2 separate regions of the Zea mays genome follow, and region 2 is linked to region 1. Evidence: chromatin contacts called from public Hi-C data. All regions are on one chromosome and are shown on one strand. Each heading gives the region's core, a stretch centred on a gene start, on an enhancer-like site or on the middle of the called end of the contact. The rest is flanking DNA. Distances are from core to core; before and after follow the strand shown. Region 1 has its middle 64 kb from the start of LOC100216796. Region 2 holds the start of LOC100383778.

Region 1 (2,700 bases), core at 67-2,566:
ATCATTTCTCGACAACGAGCTCAGGGAAGGTGTTTTCGGACCTTCGGCATTCCGAAGCCTAAGAGAATTTTTCACGGGTCGAGCTCGTTACAAAAAACGATCTAGCACCGTGAAGGGGCTACTGTTGGGGGTCTACTTTGTCGCCGAAGGTCCCATAAGAACAAACACCTTCGGAAGATCAACATAGAAGCAAAGCCGAAGCTACTAATCAGGGAGCTTCGGAGTGTACTTCCAGATGCACCGACTTAAAGATGAAATGACCAATCGACCCATGATAACCTGCATTATGATTGTAATCATTTGTAGAGGGCATGAATGTAATTTCTCACGGGCTGCGTCCTGTGCCTATAAATAGATGAACAGTACCCCCGTACTGTTCACGCTAACTTGTATTCGCTCATGTGTCACGCTTGGATTTTTACCTTCTGTCAAGCCGAATATCGTTATATCCTAAGAGAAATAATGCTTCGAAGGATGAAGGATATTAACATTTAATATTTTGTGTTGCCTTGTTCTTAACTCGAAGCATTTGAGAACAAGTCCCCAACAACAAGGTAAAAAGGATAACCAGTCTAGGGCAACCTATTGGGTCCCATCAAAATTAAACCTATGCATTGAATAGTGATAATAAAGAACATTATTGGGTAATAAAAGTGGTCAAGGGCACAACTTGCCTTCAATGAGCTCCTGCTCAGCAACTTCTATTTGTTGAACACCGGGATCCTCAGCCACTGGCTCTTCTACTCGCCACAATACAAACAAGCATAGTATAAAGAGGAAATGAACATCACACCAAACAGATATACAAAATACATATTAATAATCTACATATCAAAATAAGATCATAGGAAAAAGAATCATTAAATTTAGAGCTATGGGTTTTAAGTTATGAATTTTCGAAGGTTCTATGTATTTGATACAAGATTAATCAAGGGATAAATTTTAATACCATTTTTATGTCAAAACAGTGTTACAGAGTTATAGACAATATTAATACAAAATTATAGGAACTAGAATGGGTCAATTTGGACTTCATATTAATTTTCTATAAATTATACAAGTTCTAGGAATTGTTTTCATATTAAAAATTCATTTCTATAATTAATTAACTAATTCCTCGGGTCTCTGGACTGCGCCTCAATTACCAAAGAACTCAGGGGTGAACACAGAAGATTCCTCAGACACAGAGCACAGTCACCATGGACTGTGGGTTGAATTAATGAAAACGTAGGGGCTCTGTAACAAATAAGCACGGCGAAGGGGTATTCTTGGATCTTGGTCGTTGGATCAAATCCGAAGGCCGAGATTAGATCGCGTTTTAAATGAAAGGGTATGTAACCGTGATCCTCAGATCTAAGATCAACGGCCAGCATACCCCACAACACCAAACCCTCGGTTTCGAGATCTGCGGCAACGATTCTCCAGAACGAAAGGGTATGAGTGGTTCTAATCTCCACTGCAGGTTGTAAGATCAATGGCTGAAATTCCCTGCAGCGAATAGGAATGCGAGACTTGATCTTATCCGCCGATTAGGCATCGGACGGCTATTCGATCTTCTTCTACCTACACGCACCAGTGCACGACGGCGCTGAGTACATCAACAGCGCGTCCCACCGAAGTGATATCAAGGTGCCGAGGTTAATACCTACCCTAAGCAAGCACTACCGCCAGGAAGATAAGGGTGAGGGAGCTCATGGGCACATGACTTACCGTGGCACTGCGCAGGAACGAGTAGTCACGCTCCACGGCCGCCTAGTTCGTCTTCTACACGCGACGAGGAAGCCTAGTCCTTCCGTTGACGGACGTGCGAGGGAAACTATTCCTAGACACCCGGCGCGTGACCCCGGACGAGCACCGCCCCACCGGTCAACACCGAGACCAACGCCACTTCAGAGCGCCCGTTGACAGGGTCCAAGCTCCCGTCGGCGAGCACCGCCAATTGACGGCGTTGAGTCTCCACTCTAGGCAATTTTGTGGTGCCCTAGGTATGCCCAACAGAGGACGAGAGGGTCGCGACACTTGATTTTATTCCCGCGGTCAGGTTGCGCCCGCCAATCCGCGGATTCAGTTGGAGAGCCCGGACTGCGGAGATGCTGTTGCGCCTGCCCGGGAGATGCGGTGGCCACCATGGTTTCGGCTGGAGAGAGACGTCACGCTTCGGGTCCCACATGGCAGAGAGATAGACAGGCGGGTCCGCAAGTCAACGCCAAGAGCTGTGCGTGTATTCCGGGTGGGAGAAACGGTGGTCAGTTGGAGAACCGCGACGCGATTTCCGGCTGACGGACATTGGCTTGAAGACAACTCTGTTAGGGTGGCCCCAAGCGTAAGCGGCTTAGGGAACGGTGTGTTGTGTGGTGAGTCCGTGAGTGGTTCGGACACGAGGGAATGTGGGCTGATGACGCGTGGGCCCAGGGCATCGGCGAGAGTGAGGAAACGGATCCGGGTGCGTGAATAGTCACTGGCCAGCTGGGTCAGGGAGTCAGCGAAACAAGGTTAACGCGCTAGCGAATGGGCCTGGGCTGTTGCGCGCGTAGGGGAAAATGGAGGGATGGGCCTACCGGATGGAGAACCAGCCCAATTAGGTTAAACCCCTTTTCCTTTTTATTTTCTATTTTCCTTTCTTCTTTTCCAAATTCATATTCCAATTCCAATTTAAATTCAAAATTCGTGGCGAATTTGTCTTCTCCTTAAGTGTTCCAT
Region 2 (2,700 bases), core at 9-2,508, 450 kb after region 1:
AACGACCTCCACGATGGTTTGGACTCCAAGCCATGTGTCGTCTCTGAGTCTGAGTTAGCCATACAACCCATAAAACCAACCGTTCAGCCCACTTAGGCCCTTTAACAACCTATGGACCCAATTCGTGTTATGAGGACCCAGGAGATATATATCCCCACTTAGACCATTTTATTTTTGTATTCATTGTGTTGTGCTTCCTTCGTTCTAGTATATAAGGTGTGACTATTTTTTATTCTAGCCCCCATAATATAAGACATGCTTCCTCTAGTTATGGTACATTGATGCAATAATATAGAGAGAATTAGATACATTTCTTGATTTTTGAACTAAAGGTGGTTACATCTTATATATTGGACGTAGGGAGTACCAAACATTCGAAGTGGTTACCTGAATCGCTATTTTTGAATTAATTACCGATTGCCCACAACTACCGTTTAAGGTGGTGTTTGATTTCACACTACTAAAGTTTAGTCCATGTCACATCGAATGTTTAAATGATAATTATAGGTATTAAGTCTAATTATAAAACTAATTACATATACGAAGACTAAAAGACATAGACAAATTTATTAAACCTAATTATGTCAATATTTAATAGTTATAATTGATATTCAAACATTTGATGTGATATGAACTAACTTTAATCAGAAAAACTAAATAGTTTCGTTTCTCATATCTCATTATATCGATTTCGTATTCTCTACCACTTCCTTGTGACTGTTTATGATTTTGAATAGAAATGTGAAAACAGAAGTGGTTAATGGTTTTGTTTGATCGCTCAGACCTTTTGCGACCGTTTTTACCCTTTAGCTCAGCTTGCAATCCGTAATGATTTCTATTACTTATATAATATTTTTGTCTTTAAAGATTATAGCTATAGTAATTTAAACAACCGACTTTAATATAAAGCGAACATCTTTTTAGTCTACAATGGAAGTGAGAGTGAGATCACACTGTCGAAATCATCACCACCACAGTACGGTAGCGTCCAAAACTTCAAAGCCAATAAAAGGCGATAACCAAACCAACACGAAAACCATTTTACAAAAAAATATCACCCCACCCAATAAAAAACCCTCGCCCCCATCGCAGCAATCGACGCCCGATCCAACGGTCACTGTGCCCCCACGGCCGCTCCCCACGTCGCACTCCGACCTCAGCAAAGATGCCCTCCTTTTCTTTTTCCCCGCATTATTATTTGATTTCCTCGCCTCGCCCTCCCTCCACTCCTACCGCTTCCGCCGCCGCCCGCCTCCACCCCTGCCCTCCCTCCGCCCCACGCGCCTGCGCATCGTCGATCGGCGCCCGGGCCGCGCGCTCCCTCCGCCCTTGCGCCCCCGTGGACTGAGGCCTCCCGCTCCGCTCAGGCCGTACGCCGCGGGGTTTGCCACTCCGCGTTCAACGACGTAAGTAGCAGGTCAAGACCCTAGTCTCTCCCTAGTTGGATCTAGGGGCCTGTCTCGATCCGCTCCCGGATCTCGGGCCCGATCTGTGCTACCGGTTCGGGTGTGGTTTAGGTTGTCTCGATCCGTCAGTTCGTCGCGGCTGGGTGCTCGCTCGTGTCTTCGCTGTGCGGGATTGGTTCCTGCGTTGGTTTCTAGATCTGAGTCAGTTTTTGTGGTTAGAGTTGACGACCGGGCCATTTCCGCGCGTGTGAAGTTAGATTCATTTGTGGGGAGCGTCGACGAGTAGAGTTGAGTTGCGTTAGGCGTTGAAGAATCTGATGCGCACTCAATTTGTATAGTTGATTGTTTCTAGTGAATTTGTAACATGAACTTCCACGTGCTAGTCGTACCATTTTCGTTGCTGTTTCTGTGTATGATTTAGGGCCTGTTTGAGACTGCTCTAGCTCCAAGAAATTTGGTTGAGTTGGTGGAACATTTCATTAGCTGCTCCAGAAAGCCGTAGAGCAAGAGCTGTGAACCTTTAGAAGACATTTAGATAAGTTATTTTGTTTATTATTTAGATTAAAAATGTTTTAAACTATTTAAATTTATGTTATAAACTTTCCATGCTGGAGCTAGAACCTGGAGCACTCCCAAATACTCCCTTAGCTCCTTCCGCGTACTCTTGTTTGGTATACAGTTACTTGTGGTAGTGCCACCAGCTATTTTCTGAAAAGGGAGGTATCATGCCCTATAGTACCTCCCATATTGATCGTAGTCTTGGTATAGTTTCTGTTAAGCAATAATTTCTACAGCTGGCCAATTTCGCTGCAACCATTTAGTTTTGTAAGGGCACATGTTTGCTTGCTTGCTTGGAGAACTCTAGCTTCATTGGTTTATAGCTTGCAGTGTTAGATTGGAGGCCATGAAAAACAGTATCAATCTGAATGCCAGTTCTTGTTTATTGCGGCGAGTTGAAAAAGATTCATGCCAAAGTGTATTAGGTTCTTAACTTGTTATACTGCTAATTTGTCTATGATCTTGTGCTCCACTAAGGGGTTACATGTGCATCAATGACTAGCATTGGATCATTATTGTTCATATGACACCATGATTATTGTTCATATGGCATCTTGATTTGTTTATTGGACTACTATAAGAATCTACCACGCGTTCCTGAAATTATATTATTTCTCCAATTTGTGTGGGCATGCTTACTAATGAATTACCACATTTCATGGTTACGAGTTACAACAATACAAAGCATGCTAATTTTGTTCCTCTGCTTTCACTGTTACATTCAGAGTCAATATGT

What was found. A called contact is a pair of places that touch in the nucleus more often than the background predicts.
Region 2: a Hi-C map of ear shows a contact between it and region 1, with 2.8 times the contacts expected there. The contact joins the promoter of LOC100383778 here to the enhancer-like site in region 1. A contact is called at or near these places in 2 of 25 Hi-C or Micro-C datasets (bundle sheath and ear).

Annotation. Positions count from the first base shown.
Region 1 is chr1:155,100,820-155,103,519 of Zm-B73-REFERENCE-NAM-5.0, forward strand. No RefSeq gene overlaps it. Among protein-coding and RNA genes, the nearest start is that of LOC100216796, 64 kb to the right of the region's middle. Within about 2 kb of position 1,317, at least 18 of the 20 cell types and tissues checked have an H3K27ac peak or open chromatin away from gene starts, as enhancers often do. A contact at or near this core is called in bundle sheath and ear, where this site is marked.
Region 2 is chr1:155,551,061-155,553,760 of Zm-B73-REFERENCE-NAM-5.0, forward strand. LOC100383778 reads left to right here and starts at 1,259. Exons shown (of 3, transcript NM_001359630.1): 1 at 1,259-1,406; 2 at 2,690-2,700. The coding sequence starts at 2,697.